Regions from separate parts of the Mus musculus genome. Here regions 2 and 3 are each linked to region 1. Evidence: chromatin contacts called from public Hi-C and promoter capture Hi-C data. All regions are on one chromosome and are shown on one strand. The core of a region is the stretch at or near the end of the contact, and the rest is flanking DNA. Distances in the headings are between cores, read along the strand shown.

Region 1 (4,765 bases), core at 760-3,259:
TCACGATCCCAGTGACAGTCCTACTCCCTCACCCTCACTGGATGCTGGATACCTGGTCCTTGGATTCTCACTGGGACTCAACTAGAACTGTTAGTCCCATTTTACAGGTCAGGCAACTGAGCACAGAGACATGAAGTGGCTACCCAAAGCCACACAGCCTGGAATCAGGATGTGAAGCCCAGCCTATAGAAGATGAGTCTGTGGCCCACTTGACCACATCCTCGTAATAAGCTAACAGACTCATCCCACTGGCTCATAGTCCATTAACACATTGGAACACACAGAAACAAAGTCTGGGAGATTGGAGATTTTCTGCCCTCCAGGTATACGGCAGGCTGATGTGTGTCTGCTTGGTGATGGTGGGCTATGCATGCTAACTTCCAATCAAGTCCAAGATGTGATGCACCCTGAAGTCCACCATAGGCCATTTGAAGGCAAACCCTGACTCAAGGACCAGAGTGGCTGGAAACCTCGGATACAGAACAGGAACTGACAGCTTCTCAAAGCCTTTGGGGAGAAAAGAGGATGCCACCATCTGACTGGTGGGCCTTAAGGAGAGGTTGTTGTGCTTAAGACAAGGAGTTGGGGTTGGGGTTGAGATCTGGGGTTCTGGAAGCGCCCCGATGACCCCGGCTGGCTGCAGGTGCCACCATGCACCTCTTTTGCTCCCAGTCAGGGACTCCCCACCACCGGGGCTTACTGGGTCTCTTGTCACCACCAACCCCCACTAACCCCAACCCTGTGCAACTGTGAAGCCATGCAGACCCCCTCCTCCTCAGCCCACTGCAATGCCCGCTGCCATTCCCTGCATGCAGTCCGGGAGGGCAGGGGATGTGGGCTCCTGTCTTCGGATTGATGGTCCAGGAAATGCATTTTCAATTAGTCCCATGATGCTAGCATCTCTTGGTGGGGGTGGGTAATGAGAGAGAGAGAGAGAGACAGAGAGAGACAGAGAGAGAGAGAGAGAGAGAGAGAGGGAGAGAGAGAGACCTAGTAACCGCGGAGTGGTAACCCCAAAGAGCGACAGCTTCTGGAGTGGGGGGGATACCTGTTGGCCAGGGCGCAAGGCCCACGGGATTGGGGTGGCTTTGCTCCAAGATGCAAACGTGTGACCCAACTTTCTATTAATTTTTAGAGGGGCTAAACGCTATTCGCTAAAGGTGTGTTTTCGAAGGTGAGCGCCTCCCCGGGGACCCCCCAGCGGCCCTGAAAGAAGGAGGAGAGAGTGTGTCACAGGGAGAAACCACCTGTGGTTGGCAGGAGCCTCTCAGTCAAGTCGTGGCCCGCACGGGCCGCGGTGCGGGTGTCCCCGGAGGTAGCGGGGTGGGGACCGCGCGGCCCTCGATTGCCTGCGGCGCCCGCGCCTCCTCCCGGCTCCCCACCGCGGCGTGCGCTCGCGGTGCCCGGTTCCTTCCCGTTACGCAGTTCCTGTCCCTTTAAATCCCAGCCCCTGGCAGCGGAGACTGGGGCGCGCCGGCCGGACCCCGGGCCAGGGGAGGGGCAGGGCGCCCCGGGGTCCTCGCGTGCGCGCGCGCGCGCCCGCCAGCGCCCCTCTCCAGGCGGCCGCGCGCTTGCCGGGGCTCGGAGCGCAAGCCGCCGCCGCAGTGCCGCTGCCCGGTCCGGCCGGGATCGGTGCAGCCGCGCGCGCCGCCGCCCGCGGGCCCCGCCGCCCGGGCCTGAGCCGCGCCCCGCGCCCTCCCGCTCCCGGGGCGCGCGGCGAGGGGCCCTGGCGGCGAGGTGGAGCCGCGGGCACCAGCCGCTCCCCCGCCCTGCGCCGCCCCTCCCCCGCCTCCTCCCGGTCCTGTCTCCAGCGGGAGCGCGAGACGCTGGTCAGGCTCCGGCGCAGCTCGAAAATGAACAATCGCCGCTGGCGGACCTAGACGCCGCCGCCGGTCCGCGCGCGGGGTCGCGGGCGTGCTTCGTCCTCCCCCCCCCCACCCCCCCGAAAAGAGCATCGCAACAAAAAGCCAGCCAGCCAACCAAGACTCCGGTTTGTTGATCGCCTTGTTTCTTTTTTTTTTTTTTTTTTTTTTTTTTTCACCGCTTGCGGGATTCGCAAACCGCGTTACATGCATGTCCAGTGGGGGTAGGTTTAATTTTGACGATGGAGGGTCCTACTGCGGAGGCTGGGAGGACGGCAAGGCGCACGGCCATGGCGTCTGCACCGGCCCGAAGGGCCAGGGCGAATACACCGGCTCGTGGAGCCACGGCTTTGAGGTGCTGGGCGTCTACACCTGGCCAAGCGGCAACACGTACCAAGGCACCTGGGCGCAGGGCAAGCGCCACGGCATCGGCCTGGAGAGCAAGGGGAAGTGGGTGTACAAGGGCGAGTGGACGCACGGATTTAAGGGGCGCTACGGGGTGCGGGAGTGCACGGGCAACGGAGCCAAATACGAAGGGACCTGGAGCAACGGACTGCAGGATGGCTACGGCACGGAGACCTACTCGGATGGAGGTAGGTGCGGGCGGCAGGCGGCGGGGGCGGGGGGAGGAATGAGGACCGTCCCCCTCTTTCTCCTTCTGTTTATCTCCCGGGAAGTTGAGCCTCGCCTTCCAGTTGGGCTGTGGGCTCCTGGGGCATCTCCTAGATTCCCAGGAGGCCTCAGCGGGCCCCTGGCCACAGGTTGCCCCACGCTTGATGGGGACAGTGGCCCATGCCAACCCAAGGAAGGGTTGGGGGCTCTCCAGCAGCAGGGCCCGGCCCCTGCCGCAGCAGCCGAGCCAAAGTCTCAGCATATCCTGAGGAGCAGGCCAGAGATCTGCACCTGCCAGAAGGCCAGGCCGGGTCCTCCGCCACCTCTGGGACCTGCCAAGGCTGGAGGGGGCTGGAGGTAGACCCTTCCCCTCTTTTGGCATTGCCTTCCTGGTATCCCCAGAGTCAGACCCTCGTTGGTTTCTTGTTTTCCTGCGGTGCCCAGGGCCTCCCTCAGTCCTAAAGCAACCCAGGCCAATGGAGAGGGAGCGCTGGGAGCGCCAGAGGCGGGGGATGCCGACCAAACCAAACAGCAAGGCAATAAACTTCTAGGTGGTTGGACACAGGCTGTCGAAGCAGGCTGCTGAAGGGAGGGAGGGAGGAGGCCCATCTGTTTAGCGGGAGCCCAGGAATCTGGCCATTCAGTGGCTGAATCATTTTCACCTTTAGTTTAGGGAATCGCTCTGCGCCTCCAGTGTAAGATGCCACCACAGTCAGGGCAGAGCCGGTGCCGGAAGCCAGGCAACTACCAGTGTGATGGTTTCTGTTCAGAAGTCCCGGTTGGCTTGGCAGCCTTCACTCCAATGTCACCACTCCTCAGCAGCGCTGAGACCTCGGGAATAGTTTTAGGTCCTGGAAGTCAGACCCTAAAGCAGACTCTGCCTGTAGGTCCCCTCCCCCTCGGGGCGCTTATCCCAAGAGGCTGTTCTCTTGCCTCCCTCTGGGCCTGGGCGGCATCGGGCTTTTCTGCACGGATGCCTGGGAAGGGAGCGGAGGAGCCGCAGCAATGACTTGGGCTTCTGCGGGGAGATGGAGAGCTCTACCGAGCCTCTGTGTGTTTTCTTGCCTGAAGCCAGCACCTGCTCCTGGCCACATCTAGGAGTGATGAGGGCTGGAAAGTAATTATTATTTTGGCTTATGCAACTGAAAGACAGGGTTCGTTATTACCCGAAGAGGAGGCGGAGTCTGGGCAGTTAATTATATAATGCTCCTGCCTGTCTGCGCCTTGCCCAGCCCTGGTCCCAGGAGGCCTTTCCTGTACTGTTGTTTTCTTGGATGGGGCTGGAGAGTTTCCCTGACCCTGGGGCATTAAGGCCCTCCGAGGTTCCAGGCCTCATGTGTGTGTATGTGTGTGTGTACACGTGTAGTCACATACTCACACATGCACTCTTGATTAGGTCCTTGCAGCAGGTGTGGGTGACCACAGCGGGTGGTCCAGCAGCCTGGTGCTCCCAGCAGGGATCCTTAGCAGGCAAGGGTGGCCTAGGGCAGTTGTCACCTGGGTCTCTGGCTAGATAGTTCATCAAAACTACCTTCTAAAGGTACCTGCTCTGGAAGAGCTATCTTGGTGCCCTGGGCTAACTGGACCTACAGGGAGGGGAGAATCCCAGAATGTTTGAGGGTGGGGCCCACCCTGCGCTGAGGCCTGCCCACGCTACAAACATCTCTATTAGCCTAAAGAGTTCTTTCTTGCCACCAACAGATATTTATTGAGCACTTACTATGGCTAGATGTGGTAAGCTCTGGGAACCCTGGAGCAGGCCAAGCAGACATGATCTTCCCAGAGTGTTCGCTTAGGAGGAAGATAGTGATTCCCCATGGGGAGCTGGGAACAGGCACTGAGCCTGTCAGGGACTTGGGGCCTGGAGTGCAGAGGCTACCCCTTAGCTGATTCCTTGAGGATCATCTTGCTCCACTGGGTACTCCCTCAGCTTTGGCCTCCTGCGGTATTTCCTTGCTCCCAAATCCTACCCGGTCCGGTCTACTTTATAACAGGAAACCACTGAGACCACAGCTATGTGTGTGCAGAGGTTCAGAGCCCACTCTTGTGGCACAACACCTTGCTTCGTGCTACCTCGCTCTGCACAGGGATGTTCCTTTTGCCCTGAACCCCTCAAGGAAATTGTAATCCTTAACCATTCCCCTGGAGCGCATGGCAGAAAGGTAGGCATGTGGAAATGGGCTTCGGGACCCGTTTTCTCTCTCTTGGATGTTGGCATAGCAGGACTGAAATTAAACTGCCCCCCTGCTCCCACGCTCTGGGATGCAGGTGCAGGTGTCCAATTCCATTTT
Region 2 (4,765 bases), core at 742-3,241, 200 kb after region 1:
AAGACAACCGGAAGGAGAAAGGGTTTATTTTAGCTCACGGTTCAAAGGTACCGTTTATTATGGCGGGCAACTCAAGGCAGCAGGAGCCTGAGGCCACTCGTCACATCACGTCCACAGTCAGAAGAGGCAAGCATTGTATGCAAGCTTCCTTTTACCCACTTTCTCCACGTACACAGTCCGGGCCTCCACCAGGGCGTGTTCCCGTCTGCATACACTCCGTAAGGGTTGCGGTGGCTTGAATGAGACTGTCCACCATGAACTTGTGTATTTGAACATTTGGTCTCCAGTAGGGGTGGGGGAGGCACTGTTTAAGGAAGTTTAAGAGGGTGGGCTTGTTGGAGGAAGTGTGCAGTTAAGAATACTGGCCTGGGGGCTGGAGAGATGGCTGAGTGGTTAAGAGCACTGACTGCTCTTCCAGAGGTCCTGAGTTCAATTCCCAGTAACCCCATGGTGGCTCCCAACCATCTGTGATGAGATCTGATGCCCTTTTATGTCACACAGGTGTACGTGCAGATAGAGCACTCAACCATAAAACAAATCTTTAATAACATCAACAACAACAATAATAAAACATTGGCCTGTGTTCAATCCCCAGCAAGTTCAAGAGCATTTCCAAAATGAGAAAAAAATGAAAAATGAAAAAAAAAGAGAGAGAAAAAAAGTGTTTTGAGTTGTCAAGACAGAAGTGAGTAGTTTGATCATCTGTACCGACATGTCACTTGGAACAAGGGTCACCAGATAAGACGCTGGACTGTCAGCACTGAGCAGTTTCTCAGAGAGGTAAGTCCCCGAACATCATACCTGGCGTCTGACCCTGGACTCTGCCCTGTCTTTATTTTGTAACCCTTCTATTTCTTGCATGTAAGGTTGTAGACCTTACATGCCTTGTGAGGCACTGGGGGAATTCACAACGGGAAGAAATAAAGCAGAGTCCTTCATAAGGCAGCAAGAAGGCCTCTGTGTCAGCCAGGGGGCACTCTATCTTCCCACCCAAGGATTTTGTATCTATTTGGAATAAAAATATTACGTCAGTGTTTTTCTTTTTCTTTACAGATTTATTTATTTACTATATTATGTAAATACACTGTAGCTGTCTTCAGACACCCTAGAAGAGGGAATCAGATCTCATTATGGATGGTTGTGAGCCACCATGTGGTTGCTGGGATTTGAACTCAGGACCTTCGAAAGGGCAGTCAGTGCTCTTAACCACTAAGCTACCTCTCCAGCCCCCAGTGTTCTTCTTGAAATGAAATAAATAGCAACAACTATTCAAGTTGGACTCATAGTATGTTAGTGTCTCTGTCTCTCTCTTAAGATTTATTTTATGAGCCTGGCGTGGTGGCGCACGCCTTTGATCCCAGCACTTGGGAGGCAGAGGCAGGCGGATTTCTGAGTTCGAGGCCAGTCTGGTCTACAAAGTGAGTTCCAGGTTAGCCAGGGCTACACAGAGAAACCCTGTCTCGAAAAAACAAACAAAAAGAAAAAAAGAAAAGGAAAAAAAGAAAAAAAAAGATTTATTTTATGTATATCTGAGTCCTCTATGTTAGAGCTGAGGATGGCTACATAGAAGGATGTGCGTGGGTTCCGTGCAAATATGACGGCTTTGTCAGAGGGAGTTCCGGGGCTCCTTGGATACAGCACAGGGCACAAGTTTCCCCTAAGCACAAAAGCTGGGGTAGAGGCATTCTCAATTGTGCCTAACCATGAATCTTCAGGGACCAGGGTCTGCTCACAAGAACTTTGATTGCCACTAGCTGAGGATAGACGCTGTGCGCCCTCTAGTGGCCACACGTATCACTTCCGAATGAACAACAACCACTGGACTCCCATCTGTGGCTTTAGCTAGACTCTGGTTCACGTCTCCAACCAGAGATCGATGAGAGCCAAAATATTGAGTGTACATCCAATTGTTGGGGGTGGAAGGCAGAGGGTGAGAAGAGGAGGGGGCAGAGATGGGAGTGACAAGGTAATTATGGCAATCCGGCAATTTGAGAGCTGAGGTAGTAACCTTATGGTTTATCACCACACGGACGCTCCATTTTTCTTTTTCCTTTTTTCTTTCTTCCTTTCATTTTTTTTCTGTTTTTTTGAGACAGGGTTTCTCTGTATAGCTCTGGCTATCCTGGAACTCACTTTGTAGACCAGGCTGGCCTCGAACTCAGAAATCTGCCTGCCTCTGCTTCCCTAGTGCTGGGATTAAAGGTGTGCACCACCACGCCCGGCTTCCATTTTCCATTCTGTTGGAAAATGTCGGTGATGTCGTGCCCAGAGGTCTCCAGACATCGCCTCAGCTTCTTTGATTTATTTTTGGTGGTCACCTGTGTTAGCATTTCTTCTAGGCTCCGCTCCACAGTTGCCTGGCAGCAGCCAGGTATGCCTGACTCACTATAAAAGAGGCTGTTTTGGGCTGGAGAGATGGCTCAGTGATTAAGAGCACTGACTGCTCTTCCAGAGATCCAGCAACCACACGGTGGCTCACAAACATCTGTAATGGAATCCGATGCTCTCTTCTGGTATGCATGAAGACAGCTACAATGTACTCACATACATAAACTAAATACATAACTCTTTTTAAAAAGGGGGGGCTATTTGTCCCTCCTCTCTCTCACTCTCTTACCCTCTTAATCTCTTACTCTCTTAGCCTCTCTGTCCCTTTTCTCCCCTATCCCCTCCCCCTCTCTCCTCTCTCTCTGCCGTTCTCTGTCTCTACCCCCTCAATTGCCCTCCCCATACCCTAAATAAACTCTATTCATACTATATCCGAGGTACTATTTTCATCGTGTGGCTGGTACCTCAAGGGGAAGGGGGTGTTTCAGCCTGGGCCCACAGAGGCACCCCCTTCCACTTCACCATATAAAGCAGCGATAATTAAGTGGGTTCAGCTGCTTTTGGGCACTTTGTAAGTGTGTGTGTGTGTGTGTGTGTGTGTGTGTGTGTGTGTGTAAGGCGACAGTGAGGTCTAGTCACCCTGTAGTCGGACTGAGATTGAAAGCACCCAATCGTGTGTTGTCTCACAGTGTTTACGAACCTCAGCTGGGTAGGTATGGCCGTCCACTGCGTGCTCTGAGCCCCATTCATCTGTTGCTCCCCAGTGGAAATGAAACTGCTTCAGCCTGTAGTGGTTTCCCAGAGGCCCACCGCTGATCCCTGCAAGCAAGAGAAGAGACACATGAACCTGGACTACTGAGTAGGCCCAGCACTGTCTCCGTGTGTGTGTGTGTGTGTCTGTGTGTGTGTGTGTGTGTGTGTGTGTGTGTCTGTGTGTGTCTGTGTGTATCTGTGTGTGATGGGGGCAACCTTCTACACACACACACACACACACACACACACCCCGATCGCTGTGCTGCAAAACCCAGGGAGGTCCATGAAAGGTGAGCCCGGCCAGGGTATGGCCACCTCAGTCCTAGAGCAGAGCCTACCACAGCAGGTTCACACTAAGGTCTAGGATAGCGGAAGGCCAACTCCGAGCACAGTCACTAGATGGCGGTAAGAACCTCGAGTCTCTACATGTGACTACACAGAGACACAGGATGATTTCTGAGATGTGTGCTAATCCTACAAGGAGTTCCAAAGAGTTTCTTTTCTTCTGAGAAAGCGTCTCATGTGGCTCAAGCTGGCAATGGATTCTGTTTGTAACCAAGGATGGCTTTGAATTTCTGATCCCCTTGACTGTGATGGTCTGTGTATGCTTGGCCCAGGAAGTGGCACTATTAGAAGGTGTGTCCTTGTTGGAGTGAGTGTGTCCTTGTTGGAGTGGGTGTGTCACTGTGGGTATGGACTTTAAAGCCCTCATCCTAACTGCCTGGAAGTCAGTCTTCCACGAGCAGCCTTCAGATGAAGATGTAGAACTCTCAGCTCTGCCTGCACCATGCCTGCCTTGATGAGTATGGACTGAACCTCTGAACCTGTAAGTCAGTCCCAATTAAAGATTGCCCTTAGAAGAGTTGTCTTGGTCATGGTGTCTGTTCACAGCAGTAAAGCCCTAACTAAGAGACTCCCCCACCTCCTGAGCTCTGGGATTACAGGTGTGTGCATCACACCTGGTCATCTGGGTACCCTGCACAGAAACAAATTCAATAGGTCCAGAGTAGTTCTGGGAGCCTGGTTGACGAGGCCCCACGTGGCTAATCACATTTCTACCAGTTGCTGACACATTTCCATCAAAGCCTGCTGGACACTTCAGCATTCATAGAAAGCAGCACCAGGTGCTCCCAGGATGGCCAGGCAAGCCTGAGCTCAGGGCAGAGCTGGGAAGCCTGGTCCATGGTTAGAGATGCCTCCATGCATATAGCATGCTGGGGAACTTAGCCTCGTGTATCAACTTGTTGCAGCTTTCTTTCTGTTTCTGTGACAAACACTTTGGCCAAAAGCAACTTAGAGGAGGAGAGGGTTAATGTGCCTTAACGAGGTCACAGTCCTCACCCAAGGGACTCCGCAGGGATTCAGAAGCAGAAATCGTGGAGAAATGCCATTCCCCGCACCTTTCTTTCAGGCTCATGCCTAGCTAGCTTAGCCTAGGGCCATCTGCCTAGGGAATGGCACCCCCCACAGTGGGCTGGGTCCTCCCACATCAGTTTACCATCAAAGACAATCCCCCTCAGACAGGCACACAAGCCAATCGAATCTGAGCAACCCGTCTATTGAGACTTCCTTCTTAGGAGACTCTAGGTCATATCAGATTGATAGTTAAAGCTGACCAGGACACCGAATGGCAAATGAGTCTTATGCCATGTGGAGTGAAAGATGCTGCTGAGTTCTGACTGCC
Region 3 (4,765 bases), core at 1,345-3,844, 190 kb before region 1:
CCTGAAGGCCTGCTCCTGACATTTCCAAGGTTGGAAAGAGTAGGTCGCCACTGCGCTACCGCTGGACTGGGCAGCCTCGGGGCTCCCGGCACTCACAGGTGAGCTCCGAGGTCACCCGTGTGGACTCTGGGCTGACCTGATCTGTCATGATGCACTGTGTTGGGCATGTGCTATACAGCCAGTCGGACCAGAGCCTCCAAGGTCCTCACTAAAGCCAGAGGGTTGCGCTGCTTCTCAACAGCTTCCCGCTCGACCTGCTGATTGGCCCTCGATCAGCCAATCGGGAGCTGTCGTATTCGGGTGTGCACTGAGCTGACAGCTGATTGGCTACTCGCAGGTGGCTCATGGGAGCAGTGGGACAGAGAGGACATTTGGCTCGAGCTCCATATCCTCTCGTCGCCTGGGTGGACATGGAGACCAGCCCGAAGACACTCACCATTTTCTGTGGATGGATCTGTGCGCGCGTAGGACTACCCGGTCCCGATCCCCTGTAAAGAGACAGAGGGAGGTAGGACCGGACCAAAGGGGGTCCCCATGGGCTAAATTCCTCTTTGGGTCGCAGATACCACCAGGGATCCCCAAAGCCATGTGTTATCAAGTAGAGTAACAGCTTGGTGGACCAGAACTTCACAGCCTGTCAGATACATTCACTCTGTGCATCCCAGATACCATCAGAGACACACCTCTACTCAAAGCCGTTTGTTATCAAATACGGTGACAGCTTGGAGAACCTGGGCTTCGCATGTGCGCGCCGGTCAGACGTGCATGAATTGTAACTTAAAAGAAATGTTGCCATCCAGGGCTTTGGTCAGACCAGACTTAGCGTTTGGGACCCGTGAGATGGCTTAGCAGGAGAGTGCTCCTGCTGCCAAGCCTGACAACCTGAGTTCGATCCCGGGACCCACATAGTGGAAGGCGAGTACTCCCTTACATCTCAACTGCCTGTTCCGAAACAGCCCACAGCTGTTACGGGAGAAAATCCAGTCATACTTCAGGCAGGGGTTAAAATCCACAATTTACATAGAACTGCCAAAGTTAAATACCGAGGGAACAAAGCTGCCACCTGGACTGGTGAAGGGAACAGACTTTGGCTCCCTCCAGGGGCTGCCCTTAGCAGAGGATGGGGGGTGTGGATACCTGCCCCTGCCTCCGTGCTGCCATGGCAACCACTCCAGAGCACATCCCTAAAACCACCCCATGACTCTGGGGTCCGCCCCTTGGCCGACCTTCTCATCTGTTTCCTGAGTCCCTGTGACGACTTTGGATTCCTGTCTTGGGGGTCTGCCCCTAGAGGATCTCAAGTTCTTCCCAGCACCCCGCGGACAGTCAACACCCACCAAAGGGGTCCTTCCCCTCCCCCACAGTCCCTCGGCTTCGCGCCACAGACCGACAGTCCACAGCTGGCAACAGCCCAGAGACCTGGTGGGCTGGGGCAGGCACTGTGGTAGCGGCTGGTGCAGCGGGGTGCCGGGCCCCTGCTAGTAAACAACAAGAAACAACTCAGCAAAAAGAAACACCCGTGGATACAGAGAAAGAAGAATGGCTGCCATAGCCATTCTAGAAAGCACAGCAAGCCCACAGCTGAGGTGTCGAAGCTGCAGGAAAGAGGATCCCAGCTATTCAGGAGGCTGAGCCTGGAGCCTGAAGACCATTTGAGAGCATGACGGATGTCAAGACTTCCAGGCCAGCCTAGACTACTGAGGAACCCTGACTCAAAATGCAAAAATAAAATAAAATAAAACAAGATGAAAAAATAAGGGTCTGGAGAGATGGCTCAGGGGTTAAGAGCACTGCCTGCTCTTCCAGACGTCCTGAGTTCAATTCCCAGCAACCACTTGGTGGCTCACAGCCATCTGTCATGCGATCTGACGCCCTCTTCTGGTGGGTCTGAAGACATCGACAGTATACTCATATACATAAATCTTTTTAAAATTATATAAAATAAAAATCAGGCAGGCAGGGGCAGTATATGCCTTTAGTCCCAATACTCAGAGAGGCAGAAGCAGGTGGATCTCTTAGAGTTGGAGGCCAGCCTGGTTCCAGGATAGACCAGACTACATATATTCCCTCCTCCTGCGGACACTTCCCAGGTCTGTCAGGCTGGACGTTGGAGGGTTCTAAGACAAGGTCACCCCAGCACCTCCGACTAGAGTCAGTTACATGTCTTGTCTCGTGCCCTTGCTACAGGGCTCTTAGCGTCTTGCCCTACTGTGGTATTGTGAGCTTCCCGGGGGTTGACACTCTGTCAGCTCAGCCAGCTTGGCCATTACCTTTTCCTCCTGGGGTCGCTGGTATCATGGCCATCCCTTTGTTCCCTGTCTCCAGTGGTGACACGTCCCAGTTCTTTCAGTGGTTGTGACTGGTCTTTCTTCACTCTGCCCTCCAGTGTGCTGTGGGACACAGCATCACCACCATCATCCTCACTATCATCAGAGCGGGAAAGGGAAGAGGCCCACACGGGTTCTAATAACTTGCTACTCCCCAGACGCCTGTCAGCCTGCTCCCCATGGTCCTAGGGCTCCCTTGAAGTGTGTGGGAGAGGCAGCCACCTACTTGCCTGTGCACCGTCTGTGTCCCCCACAACCATGGTACTCCGTGGAAGCCAGCCTTCCAATGGAACTATGGAATGCTGGGAACAGAGGCTCCACAGTGATGACGGGGACAAGCCATTCCTCTCAGGCAGCCCTTGTCCCCCTCCTGGCTCCAGAAGGGCAGCATAGGCCCAGAAGCTGCAGGCGTGGACAGAAACGAGGTCTCCCGGGCTCCGGGTGCGGAAGGCTCAGTGGAAACTTTCTGAGTGGTTGTCTTCAAAAGGCCCACCTAGCACAGGACTCCAGAGAATGCTTCGTTGAGCCCGGAGCAGCTGTCCAGACCTGGTGTCCAGAGTGATCCAGCAGCTCCACGCAGCAAGCTCCAGAGATCAGCCACAGACTGGTGCCCCCCCACCCCAGGCAGCAATCGGCTGCATCATGGCCTCACTGGGGCACAGGCAAGTGGAGTCAGACCCAACCCCCAGCTGTTCTCTCAGCTCTGCCCCACATCTGACCCTCTCTAGCTCCTCATCCACACCTAGACAGCCAGGAAACTATATCTGCAGGCCTCACTGCAGCTATCTTAGCAACCTGGAGGCCATTCTTAGCAAGGCAATCCAGGTATATCCTCAGCCCCTTCGGGGGCTTCTGTGACGCTCAGGGAGCCACAATCCTTATCACGGCTCCTGGGGCAGTAGATAACGCTGAAGAGCCACACACGAGAGACTCCATCCAACTCTACAGCTCAGCCTCCTTCCCCGACGGTGCTCCTTGCTGCTCCACGGTGCCATGTGCTCCCTCTATGAAGCCTCCTGTCCCCTCAGCCCGAAATGTTCTGCCTGTCACCAGCCATTCTCCGCAGAACGGCAGGGCTATGCCTAGCTCCAGCCAGCCACTAGCCCATGTGGACTCCTCCCCAGTCTCCAGCCCAGGTGTTCCCTACTCAGGTGGCTCCTTGTGTCCTTTCTCCTTCCCACACTTCTCCACTGGCATCTTCTACAGGGACAGTGCAGAGACCTTGAACAAACATCCCGTCGTACATGGCCACCATCCCAGTGTGCATACAGAAAGAGGCCACCCTGGCCATTAAGAGGTGGGCACCACTGTGGCCTGTAAGGAGGGATGGCGGGGACAGTGAGGAGCTTCGAGGACATGCTCCTTCCTGTGCGGGAGGGAAAGCAAGATGGTGCAGCCACTGTCAGATCGAAGCAGGGTTGGTTTTTGTTGTTGTTGAAGTATTTCTGTGTATGTGTGTTTGCCTGAATATATGTTAGTGTGGCACATCCACACGGCACCCACAGTGCCAGAAGAAGGCACAGAAGCCCCTGGAACTGGAGTTATAAGATGGCTGTGAGCTGTCATATGGATTCTGGATACAAAACCCAAGTCCTCTGCAAGAGCAGGTAGTGCTCATAACCAGTGAGTCATCTCTCCAGCCCTGGGCAGGTTCTGGAGGCTGTGACTCCCCCCCCCCCCCACAGTGCCTCGCTGTACTCTGAAGACCCTACCCACACAAACGATATGCCAGGGTGTGTAGAGCTATTCACAGGATGCCCAACTGCAAATAACCCAAGATCTCATAGCAGGAGAAGCTTGAGGTACACCCACCCCCAGAATACTAGTCAGCCAGTGAGCCGTGCAGGAGTGTGACTGACAGGTGCTGCGGGACGGGGGAACCCCGACACGGGCAGTTACATAGACTCAGCAGGGAAACGACCGCCATGGGACAGACGGCTGTAAGTGAGAAGCCCAAGTCTGCAGGATAAATCACATAGACAGTTAACAGTGTGTACTGTTAGATTCGAGTAGGATGTGCAGGTGTGGTGGGACCAGCTCGTTGTGATTCCAAGACCTGAGAGTCTGAAGTGACAGGAGCAGGAGCTTCAAGCCAGACTCATCTAGTTAGAGAGACTTGGTCTCTCTCTCGTGTGTGTGTGTGTGTGTAAGTGTATGAGTATTGTGATGTGTATATATGATGTGTGAGTGTGATGTATATATGATGTGTAATATGTGTGATATGTGTGTGTGATGTGTGTGTGATATGCGTGTATGATATGTGTGTGATACATGTATGTGTGTATAAGTGTGTGATGTGTGTGTATGAGTGTGTGATGTGTGTGTGATGTATGTGAGTGTATATTCCCTATGGAAACAGTTGAAAAAAGCCTTAAAGGGGCAGTAATGGAAGCAAGTCGAGAAATGGAATGAGCTCCCTACTGTTTGCACAGACGCAA

Evidence for each region. Hi-C and Micro-C count contacts between places; a contact is called where the count stands out from the background. Capture Hi-C pulls out chosen DNA fragments and counts their contacts.
Region 2: a contact with region 1 is called in a Hi-C map of the N1E-115 cell line, with 4 times the contacts expected there. The contact joins the enhancer-like site here to the promoter of Jph3 in region 1. A contact is called at or near these places in 1 of 39 promoter capture datasets (cranial neural crest), 21 of 484 Hi-C or Micro-C datasets (B cells, the BV-2 cell line, the N1E-115 cell line and 14 more), 1 of 115 datasets of contacts at active chromatin or transcription factors (stem cell-derived neural progenitor cells) and 2 of 9 other capture datasets (embryonic stem cells and liver).
Region 3: a contact with region 1 is called in a promoter capture Hi-C map of liver. The contact joins the promoter of 1700018B08Rik here to the promoter of Jph3 in region 1. A contact is called at or near these places in 15 of 39 promoter capture datasets (the 3T3-L1 cell line, 3T3-L1-derived adipocytes, the HPC-7 cell line and 7 more), 8 of 484 Hi-C or Micro-C datasets (the Ba/F3 cell line, the G1E-ER4 cell line, embryonic stem cells and 1 more) and 3 of 9 other capture datasets (embryonic stem cells, liver and pancreatic islet).

The regions. Positions count from the first base shown.
Region 1 is chr8:121,728,550-121,733,314 of GRCm38.p6, forward strand. Jph3 (junctophilin 3) reads left to right here and starts at 2,010. Exons shown (of 5, transcript NM_020605.3): 1 at 2,010-2,455. The coding sequence starts at 2,074. Gm46065 (predicted gene, 46065) reads right to left here and starts at 1,928. Exons shown (of 3, transcript NR_165833.1): 1 at 1,248-1,928.
Region 2 is chr8:121,924,055-121,928,819 of GRCm38.p6, forward strand. Car5a (carbonic anhydrase 5a, mitochondrial) reads right to left here. Exons shown (of 7, transcript NM_007608.2): 3 at 3,029-3,147. Among named protein-coding and RNA genes, the nearest start is that of Car5a, 18 kb to the right of the region's middle. Within about 2 kb of position 1,992, at least 13 of the 459 cell types and tissues checked have an H3K27ac peak or open chromatin away from gene starts, as enhancers often do. A contact at or near this core is called in the N1E-115 cell line and bone marrow-derived macrophages, where this site is marked.
Region 3 is chr8:121,541,734-121,546,498 of GRCm38.p6, forward strand. 1700018B08Rik (RIKEN cDNA 1700018B08 gene) reads right to left here and starts at 2,595. Exons shown (of 9, transcript NM_001382232.1): 1 at 2,558-2,595; 2 at 2,271-2,423; 3 at 437-488. The coding sequence starts at 2,304. 1700030M09Rik (RIKEN cDNA 1700030M09 gene) reads left to right here and starts at 2,655. Exons shown (of 3, transcript NR_045903.1): 1 at 2,655-2,989; 2 at 3,534-3,624.